3 separate regions of the Mus musculus genome follow, and regions 1 and 3 are each linked to region 2. Evidence: chromatin contacts called from public Hi-C and HiChIP or PLAC-seq data. All regions are on one chromosome and are shown on one strand. The core of a region is the stretch at or near the end of the contact, and the rest is flanking DNA. Distances in the headings are between cores, read along the strand shown.

What was found. A called contact is a pair of places that touch in the nucleus more often than the background predicts. HiChIP or PLAC-seq counts read pairs in DNA pulled down with a chosen protein or histone mark.
Region 1: a contact with region 2 is called in an H3K4me3 HiChIP or PLAC-seq map of pro-B cells, with 8 times the contacts expected there. The contact joins the enhancer-like site here to the promoter of Cdc25a in region 2. A contact is called at or near these places in 20 of 39 promoter capture datasets (the 3T3-L1 cell line, 3T3-L1-derived adipocytes, the C10 cell line and 13 more), 1 of 15 datasets of contacts at CTCF or cohesin (embryonic stem cells), 28 of 484 Hi-C or Micro-C datasets (the AtT-20 cell line, the Ba/F3 cell line, CD4 T cells and 17 more), 13 of 115 datasets of contacts at active chromatin or transcription factors (T-cell acute lymphoblastic leukemia, astrocytes, craniofacial prominence and 8 more) and 1 of 9 other capture datasets (embryonic stem cells).
Region 3: a contact with region 2 is called in a Hi-C map of LSK cells, with 5 times the contacts expected there. The contact joins the promoter of Uqcrc1 here to the promoter of Cdc25a in region 2. A contact is called at or near these places in 11 of 39 promoter capture datasets (the C10 cell line, the HPC-7 cell line, cranial neural crest and 7 more), 2 of 484 Hi-C or Micro-C datasets (CD4 T cells and LSK cells), 8 of 115 datasets of contacts at active chromatin or transcription factors (acute myeloid leukemia, astrocytes, embryonic forebrain and 5 more) and 2 of 9 other capture datasets (adipose tissue and liver).

What each region holds. Positions count from the first base shown.
Region 1 is chr9:109,118,483-109,121,642 of GRCm38.p6, forward strand. It overlaps Plxnb1 (plexin B1), which reads left to right. Exons shown (of 38, transcript NM_172775.2): 38 at 1-1,433. Among named protein-coding and RNA genes, the nearest start is that of Gm39423, 2.6 kb to the right of the region's middle. Within about 2 kb of position 1,324, at least 26 of the 459 cell types and tissues checked have an H3K27ac peak or open chromatin away from gene starts, as enhancers often do. A contact at or near this core is called in pre-B cells and pro-B cells, where this site is marked.
Region 2 is chr9:109,873,747-109,877,289 of GRCm38.p6, forward strand. Cdc25a (cell division cycle 25A) reads left to right here and starts at 1,833. Exons shown (of 15, transcript NM_007658.3): 1 at 1,833-2,413; 2 at 3,415-3,488. The coding sequence starts at 2,244.
Region 3 is chr9:108,935,143-108,938,397 of GRCm38.p6, forward strand. Uqcrc1 (ubiquinol-cytochrome c reductase core protein 1) reads left to right here and starts at 1,506. Exons shown (of 13, transcript NM_025407.2): 1 at 1,506-1,645; 2 at 1,874-2,014. The coding sequence starts at 1,577.

The sequences.
Region 1 (3,160 bases), core at 74-2,573, 760 kb before region 2:
GCATTTCTAGGCTGCTGCTGCCTCAGCAGGGTTGGTGCCTCAGGACCACCCTGTCTTCCAGGTGGCTGGTGGGGAGGGACAGCTGCTTCAGGGGAGCCTTGGGGAGAGCAGTGACCCATTGATGCTATAGCTCTTCATTAAAGGATAACACATGGTATGGACTCACCAGCCCCTCTGCTAAGATAGAACTGGCAGCTGCTGGGAGATGTGGGCATCGTGCTCTGAAGGGTCCCCTGACACCCACGGAAGGCCACCATGAGGTTGGCAAGCTCTCTCCGGCTCCTAGGTAGGGTCTGCCAGAGGCAACACTCCCCAGAAAGGAGAACTTAAAGCACAATAAGGCTCAGGGAGAGTTGGGGCCTGAGATGTGGGGTTCTGTCCCCCATCTTTAAGGGGTCCACCTTGATTGCAGGTCGTGGTAACTTTGCCATTCATGTTCCATGAATTTTTAAAAGAATTGGGGAAGTATGGCGTTATTAAAGGCGATTCCAGGCAGTGTGGGTCTCAGGTCCATGACCCTGTTTCTGGATTCCAGTTTCCACATTGCTGTCCATGTTAAGGTACCTGAGGCAGGAGCTCAGAGCTACTCACCTGCCTGTGTAGTAGCTACCTTGTGGTATTTTCCTGTTAGAAGCTACAAGTGAGCTTCAAGACCATGGTACTGTGGTGCACTTGGCAGCTGGCGGTTGAGAATGCCATTGGCTTCACCAGGCAAGGGTCGTGGCATCCTCAGAGAGCTCCACCTTGGCTCATGTGTATAGCCAGTGATCTGGCCAACCTCAAGCTCTTCCCCAAGTGTTTGAAGACATGGGCTGATACAATTCCAAGAGTCCCTTCTTGCTGTCTTTTAGAATCTTTGTCTTCAAGATCGCAGGAGCCATTTTGGTTTTCATGCCAGGGGTAATCACAGTGACTATTTCTGTCAGATCCCATCTTCCCCATGCCTGCCAGATGTGGGGAACCACAGTCACAGACGGCCAGCAGTCAGGCCCTCTTTTGGGAGCATGTGAACTTTAGTACTAATGATAGTTGTCTTAGTTCAGATTTTATCCTCACGCAGAATGGTTTTGCCTCCCCCAGTGGCTACTCCGACCAACTATGTTGTTGACAGTCTCAGAGAACAGGGCTGACAGGGGGAATGAGGTCTTGGCTAGACTTCAGACAGATACAGGAAGGGAGGCACCTTTTAAGTCAACATGGCAGGGATGGTGACAGAGACACACCTCTGCTCCAGGCTTGAGCTTCTGCAGTCTTTGGGAGTCCTCTGAGGCGGTAAGGGTTCCTGCAGAGGAAGGCCGTGTACCTGCGTGCTTGGGCGTGTGCTCATGGGATGGGCGAGTATGGAACGTGCTCTGAGTCACTCCTGTCTCACCCTCACAGAACACTGTGATAGAAGATGTCATGAAAATAAAAATGTTACCACTTCAGAGAGGAAGCTAAGTCTTCACTCGATTGCCACGGCTGAGGGTGGCAAGGCCAGTGCCAACAGGACTTGGCGGTGGCTCACCTGGGGCCCGGCCAGTTTCAATATAGACTGTTTGTAATACAGTTTGCTCAGTCTCTCCCCCTTTTCACTCTCACTTTGCAAAGGTATGCCCTCATTGTTTCCCACAAAGTGTGATAGTGTGCTAAGGTCCCACGTTTCTCATCCCCCCGCCACTTTAAACGCTGGGTGACTGTCCAGATGATTAGATACGTATGAATCCCAGCGCTCGGGAGGCAGAGGCAGAGGCAGGCGGATTTCTGAGTTTGAGGCCAGCCTGGTCTACAGAGTGAGTTCCAGGACAGCTGGGGCTACACAGAGAAAAAACAAAAAAACAAAACAAAAAAAATTCTTTATGAGACAGGGATTCTATTTCTCCCTGGCTGGCCTGAAGCTTGCTGTGTAGACCAGCCTGACACTGAACTCACAGCGCTCTGTCTCCTGAGCTTTGGAACTAAAGGTGTGCGTCACCACACCCAGCACACTGTATAGTGTTTTTTTTTTTTTTTAAAGGAAGGAAATATATATTAAGGTTTGTTTATTTTATGTGAGTACAGTGTCTTCAGACACACCCAAAGAAGGTTGGATCCCATTACAGATGGTTGTGAGCCACCATGTGGTTGCTGGGAATTGAACTCAGGACCTCTGGAAGAGCAGCCAGTGCTCGGAACCGCTGAGCTGACTCTCCAGCCCTCATTGTTGTTTTAAATGGAAGAAGGGTGTCTGTGGCTGTTACAGCTGTGCTATGCTGATTAGCTCTGCGATCGCTTTGGAAGACACTTGGAACCCTGGCAATGGGCAACAACACCCTAGGGGCCTGCTGACTGAGGCTCAGAGGGACTGGGCTACCCTGGGGCACAGCACGGCAGAGGTCTGTCTTGTCTTCTGTTGGCAGTAAGGCCTACAGTATCTGCATTGCCAGGCTCCTGTAGGATAACACGGTAAAAAGCACACATGCAAACAAACCACCTCGGCCACCTAAAGCACGGGTCCACGGCTTCATCCCTTTTCAGAGACCCTGTCTCAAACATACAGGGCCGGAAAGACAGCTCAGTGGCTAGAAAGCATTTGCTCCTCCATGGGACCTGAGTTCAGTTCTCAGGCACCCGCATCTAGTGGCTCACAACTGTAATTCCATTTCTGGGGCATGTGATGCCTTCTGGCCTCTGTGGGCACTTGACTCCTGTATACCTACTCTCCCGTGCTACGAATGTACGTGATTACAAGTCTATACAAATTCTTAAATCTATATGTAGACTTTTCAAGAAAGGGTCTCTGCTGGCTTTTACAGTAATCTTCCTGCTTCAGCCTCTCAAATGCTGAGATTACAGCTCCATGCCACCAGGCCTAGCTGGATCTGTTTCCTGCTCAGCAGTTAAGAGCACTGGATATTCTTACAAAGGATCCATGTTTTATTCCCATCACACATATGATACACATCTACGTGTGATAGTTCTACTATGTGATAGTTCACAACTATGTACCACTCCAAGCCCAGGAGATCCAATATGCTCTTTGGGCCTCTGTGGCACATACATGATGCACACACATGAAGGCAAAACATTAATTTTTGTTTGTTTCTGTTTTTTGAGACAGGGTTTCTCTGTGTAGCCCTGGCTGTCCTGGAACTTGCCACATAAACCAGCCTGGCCTCAAACTCACATATCTACCTGCCTC
Region 2 (3,543 bases), core at 583-3,082:
TTGTTTTTTGGTTTTTCGAGACAGGGTTTCTCTGTATAGCCCTGGCTGTCCTGGAACTCACTTTGTAGACCAGGCTGGCCTCGAACTCAGAAATCCGCCTGCCTCTGCCTCTCGAGTGCTGGGACTAAAGGAGTGCGCCACCACGCCCCGCTTTACATTTTTTTTTTTTTTTTTTTTTTGGTGTTGCTTGTTTTTTGAGAAGGGCCTTAAGTAGCCCCACCTGGCCTAGAACTCCCTGTGCAGCTGAAGGTGACTTTAAATTTCTGCTTCCAACTCCCACATTCTGTAGTTGCAGGTATTTCTCACCTTCCCCAGCTCAAATTACATCCTTTGAGCAATGTAACTGGGGAAGCTCAATGGGGGTAGGGTGGGATGTAGCTTACTTAGAAGTGTTTACCTAACAAGCACAAAACTAAGTTCAGTGGTGAACTGGGAGATCAAATTCAAGGCCATCCTTGACTATAGAGAGTCCAAAGCCAGCCTGACTGCACGGGACCCTGTCTCAAAAGAAAAATATATGGAATCACAAATATGGCCATAGTGAAGATACTTAAGAAGCCCATAACCATGTCTTGTGATATAATGGTTATTCATCTAAATAGTGAATAAAGTAACTACCTTCCCTTCACTCTGGTCCCTCCTGGAATTATTTTTGTGATGTAAGACTTGTAAAGATTAAGTACACTAGTAGAGTTATCACACATGAAACACTGTCATGTACATAAACACTAAATGTTGCCTAGTACTTTTACAGTGATTTGAATGGCTCCCATGGGCTCATATGATTGAATGCTTGATCCCCAACTGTTTGGGAGGGATTTTAGAGAAGGTGTGGCCTTGTTGGAACAGGTGTGTAGATGGGAGTGGGTTTTGAGTTCTTAAAAACCCACACCAGGCAAAGTCTCTCTCTCTCTCTCTCTCTCTCTCTCTCTCTCTCTCTCTCTCTCTCTCTCTCTCTTCCTCCCTCCCTCCCTCCCTCCCTCCCTCCCTCTCCCTCTTCCTTTCTCCATCCCACCTCCCCCCACCCCCTTCTCTCTGCTTGCTATCTGTGGATCATAGCTCTCAACTACTCCTGTTTCAGCCCGGGCTATTAAAAAAAAAAGTCCCTATTTCAAAAATTAATTAAATTAATTAATCAGAGTCTGGAGCAGGAATGGTGGCACATGCCTTTAATTTCAGCATTCGAGAGGCAGAGACAGAGGCAGATCGATCTGAATTCGAGGCCAGACTGGTCTACAGAGCGGGTTCGAGGACAGCTAGGGCTACACAGAGAAACCCAGTCTCGAAAAAGAAAAAAAGAAAGACAAAATCAGAGCCTGAAGTCCTGTGAAGGAAAAGAGGGATCCAGGATCCATGGTACTGTACCACACAGTTAGAGAAGAGCCAACGCCTGGTCCAGATGGCCTTCCCTAGTCTCTCTGTCTCCTAAAAAAAAAAAAAAAAAAAAAAAAAAAAAAAAAAAAAGTGCACAGCACTATGCTCAGTAGCTCAGACAGGTGTGTAGCACACGCTGTAGGAACTACACTACCCAGCATGCAACTGAAAAAGAGCGGGGCCTTTCGGTAGGGACTAGCGCCCCCACAGAAAGTTTCATTGACTCCTTTCTCATTTCAGCCACCTCCCAACTCTTCAGGCTTCGCCCCCACCGAGAGAGGGCGTGACCTCGAGGAGGCCCACGAGACGCTTCCTCCTTTCCTTCTCATTGGTCCGGCTCAGCTGTCATTCGGGAGCGAGGAGAAGTTTGCTTCCTGATTGGTGAATTCCGTTTGGCGCCAACTAGGAAAGGGGCGGGGCGGCGGCTATCCTGAGTGTGCAGCAATTAACGCTAAGGCCACTTTGGTGGTGAGGGAAGTGAAGGTTCCTTCTCTGCGAGCCGGCTACGGAGCAAGGAGGGAGAAAAAAAGTGAGGCGAGTTAGTCGGAGCGGTGGTCTCAAGACTCTTCCTCCACGGAGTTTGTTTGGATTTAATCTTGAGGTTGCAGGCGCCCGCCCGCCTGCGGGCCTCGCGGGACAGAGAGGGAAGCACCGGTGCTTGTGCCTGGCGCCTGCCGAGTCCCCTACGCTCGCCGGTCCGCGCCGCTGCCCGTGGCGGCCGCGTCTCTGAACCGCGGGGTCGTGTTTGTGTTTGACCCGCGGGCGCTGGTGGCGTGGCACGCGGCTGAAGCCGGTGCCAGCGGGGCGGGGCCCGGCGCAGCGGAGGCGGAGGAAGACGGAGCGGGAGTCCGGGCAGGCCCGGCGGCGCCATGGAACTGGGCCCGGAGCCCCCCCACCGCCGCCGCCTGTTCTTCGCTTGCAGCCCCACGCCTGCGCCGCAGCCCACGGGGAAGATGCTGTTTGGCGCGTCAGCTGCTGGCGGACTGTCCCCTGTCACCAACCTGACGGTCACCATGGACCAGCTGGAAGGACTGGGCAGGTGAGAGACCAGCGAGCGATGCCCCAGGCCGCTGGCCTCTGGTCGGCCCTCGGGATGATCCAGCAGGAAACAGAGTCTGTCCACTTGGTTCTGATGCTCCGACCCGGAATGGCCTGGCTAGGGCCCGCCATGTGCACCCTCCCTCCCGGGCGGAATGTTGGGCGGGAGAGGCCGTTCGGATAGTCCAGGGCTATCCTCAGCCAAGAGCCAGACCGCGGAGATCGAGGAAGCCTGCTGGGCATCCTGTCTTGTTCACCCCTTTCAGATTTCTCTCTACGCTGTCTCTATTCCAGAAAAGTCTTTGGAATCTACCCTTATGGGGGTTGGGAGGGAGGGTGAGAATGGGTCCTCCTAGGCCCTCTTTGCTGAACCACCCGCGCCGGATCTTAGTTTCCTGTAAGCTTTGTTCCTTCTCAACAAAGGGACGTGGCATTTTCTTTTCTTGCATTTGTGTAAAATCTATGCAGCCACCTGGCCGGCACGTTTCTTGTATCTACCCATCTACTACCTTTTTTAAGCTATCACTTTTTACCTAACTTTTCCATATTGGAAATCTTCGAGGACTTTGTAGTCCTACACCACTATCACTAACAAAAATGCTTAACACTATTTTTAGTGAAGTTGCTTTTCCTTCGATGTTGGGTATTTCGCCTCCTAAACTTGTCTTACAACTTTTGCAAACCCTGAAAAGCTGGGACTCCTGGCCTAGTCACCTTTGCCCTTACTCCTGGCTCACTCAGAACCTCAGACTGAGGCTCTCCTTTAAGGAAACCCAGCCCTTGCCACAGGCCTGTCTGACAATGTGGCCCAAGGCCAAACCACTCACTCCTTTCTTTGTTTAAATGCCAACTGGGGTATTCTGGGTGGCCAAGTGGGGTGTCCTTGGCTTGGTCTCTCAAAGATGGTTTGTGGCAGCCTGGCTACTTCGTGGCCTGTATGTCACCTTTTTTTTAATCATGTGCTAGAAATTGCTCATGTGGAGGTGCCTCTCTTGGTTTCAGTGACTGTGAGAAAATGGAAGTGAGAAATAACAGCAGTCTACAGAGAATGGGCTCCTCAGAATCGACCGATTCAGGTATTGCCATTACTGTTCATGTGTGTCTATGTATGTGCTCGTGTGTGTTTAGATC
Region 3 (3,255 bases), core at 256-2,755, 940 kb before region 2:
CTGGCCCTGGCATTCCCCTATACTGGGGCATAGAACCGTCACAGGACCAAGGGCCTCTCCTCCCATTGATGTCCGACTAGGCCATTCTCTGCTATATATGCAGCTAGAGCCATGAGTCCCACCATGTGGTTTCTTTGATTGGTGATTTAGTCCCAGGAAGCTCTGGGGAGTACTGGCTAGTTCATATAATTGTTTCTCCTATGGGGCTGCAAACCCCTTCAGCTCCTTGGGTCCTTTCTCCAGCTCCTTCATTGGGGACCCTGTGCTTCGCATCCAATAGATGGCTGTGAGCATCCACTTCTGTATTTGTCAAGCACTGGGAGAGCCTTTCAGGAGACAGCGTTATCAGGCTCCTGCCAGCAAGCTCTTGTTGGCATCCGCAATCGTGTCTGGGTTTGGTGGTTGTTTATGGGATGGATCCCCAGGTGGGGCAGTCTCTGGATGGTCATTCCTTTAGTCTCTACTCCAAACTTTGTCCCTGTAACTCATTTTTTATTGTTTTGTTTTGTTGAAACAGGGTTTCTCTGTGTAGCCCTGGCTGTCCTGGAACTCACTTTGTAGACCAGGCTGGCCTCGAACTCATGAATATATTTCTTAATGATTAATTTTTAATATTTTATGCTCTTTTACTATGCTTAACTCCCAAAGAATATTTTGCATGTTTTGAAACAATTTAGTATTCAACATTAGATATAGGATCCTCAGTTATGGATAGTATTAAATATTCATTAATGATATTTTAGGGTATGAAAGGATATGAATATAAAAGTTGAAAAAAATTTATGGATTATTTGATTCTCAAAGTACTCAACATTATTAATATGTTTGATGTATAAAATGCATTTAAATAATAAAAAATTAAGAAAAAAAGTAAACAAAAAGTTTTGAAATAATCACAAAATAGAAAAAACTTTTTTGCTTAGTTATTTTATTCCAAACAAGGAGCCCTATTCCACAAATTACCTCTACATTGTTCCTCTTTTCATACACACGTTTTTTTTCTTACGTTTTGGAGACACTGTCTTACACAACCCAGGGTAGTTTTGAACTCCTTACACAAGAGAGGAGGATGTCCTTGAACTCCTGATTCTTCTGTGTCTCCATTTCCCAAGTGCTATATATTTGGCAATATATTATTAAACGTCTTTCAAGTCAACCATTTAAGCATATTTTATTCTTTTAAACTAACTTTAGTGGACACCTTCTTGCACAGACAGGCAAGTGCTTTAGCCCTTGGGCTCAATTGTGCCTAGCCACTGCCCTCCAGGTTTCAGAGCTGCTGCTGGCGTACAATGCATCTCCCACAGTTGCATACCGCCTCCCTCAGGTGGAAGAAGGTGATGAATAGAACCTGTCTCAGATGGGACCAGATGAAGGGCCCCTCCCTCGCAGGTTGATAAATGTCCCGAAGATCCTAGAGGCACACGGACCAAATGACTACATGCGATCAATTCTTGCTAACGTACTTGCTGCCCAACAGGGGGCGACTGAGCACCAAGTCTTCCTTACAGCGCTTGCGCCTCAGACTCCGCTCTGCGCATGCGCAGCGCGGCTCTACACTGACGGAAGTTAGAAGATGGCGGCGTCCGCAGTCTGCCGAGCGGCCTGCTCCGGGACGCAAGTGCTACTTCGCACCCGCCGCTCGGTGAGGTGGCAGTGAGACGTTGGGCTGCAGGGCCCAGGGCTTTCGTACACAGATGAGGAGCAGGCTGTCTCAGCAGTGGCGGGTCGGAGTGGGGAGGTCGCGGGGGTCAGGGCCGTGGGAAGGTCATGGCGGAGGGCGGGGATGGTTATCTGCTCTGGCTTGGGTTTGAGAGCCGAGGTCCCAGAGGCTTGGCGAGCAGTTCTTGCAATGGTCGCCTTCTCCCTTTAGCCGGCCCTGCTGAGGTTACCTGCCTTGCGGGGTACCGCAACCTTCGCCCAGGCCCTCCAGAGCGTGCCGGAGACCCAGGTCAGCATCTTGGACAACGGGCTGCGTGTGGCCTCGGAGCAGTCCTCGCATGCTACCTGCACGGTAAGTGTGCGCCAGTCCTCTAGGTGAGGCCCGCCGTGTTGTCCCAGGTTGGGATGTGACCTTGGGCTCCAGTCTTACATGTTTTGGGTGGAGACTGGCTTACTGCCGGGGCTTATCCCTGTACCTGACTTCAACCCTGCCTTAACCCGGCAGCCAACATTATGGTGCTTGCCAAAGACGGGGCCGAATTCTCTCCTCCAGCTTTTCGTTCTACCTCCCCGAGAGAAGAGATTATTCTCTTGCCACGAAAAAGAATGAGATTTCACAGACTTTAGGTTATTTACAGAAAGACATCCAGGTCTGTTAGACTCACCACCTAGGCTATGTAATTTGTAGACGTAGCCAGGAATACACTTCAAGAAATGCCTCTGAAGGACGGGGAAGATGGCCCAGTGGGTAAAGAGCTTGGTACTCAAACATGGGTATCTGAATTTGGAGTCCTCAGTGTTGTGATTTAGGTCTAACACCAATACTCTGAGGGGTGGAGACTAGTGTGTCTAAGCCGGTCTTACTTTTACCTACACGAGTGGCTTACATGTGTGTATGTGCACCATGTCTGTACATAATGCCCTTGGAGGTTGGAAAAGGATATTAGAACCCCCAGAGGGCTGGTGAGATGGCTCAGTGGGTAAGAGCACCCGACTGCTCTTCCGAAGGTCCGGAGTTCAAATCCCAGCAACCACATGGTGGCTCACAACCACCCGTAATGAGATCTGATGCCCTCTTCTGGTGCGTCTGAAGACAGCTACAGTGTACTTACATATAATAAATAAATAAATAAATAAACAAATCTAAAAAAAAAAAAACAGAACTGGAGTTACAGGTGGTTGTGAGCCACCGTGAGGGTGCTGGGAATTGAACCTGGGTCCTGTGGAAGAGCGGTTCCTAACCCTACACAGTCTCACCATCCCACGTACACATACGTAAAAATAAAAATTTTTTTTCTCCTTTTTTTTTTTTTTTTTTTTCTTTTTTAAGATAGGGTTTCTCTGTGTCGTCCTGGCTGTCCTGGAGCTCACTCTGTAGAGCAGGCAGGCCTCGAACTCGGAGATCCATCTGCCTCTGCTCCCCAAGTGCTGGGAAGAAAGGCATGAGCCTCCAATGCCTAGCTCAGAAGTAAGGATTCTTAAAACAAAAAACAAAAGATTTAGAGTAATCAGAAAAAGCACCCAGTTTCCTCTGCCCTCCGCAGATATTTGTGTGGTGGAGTGTGCACACGCATGTATGTGTGGCACTTGCAC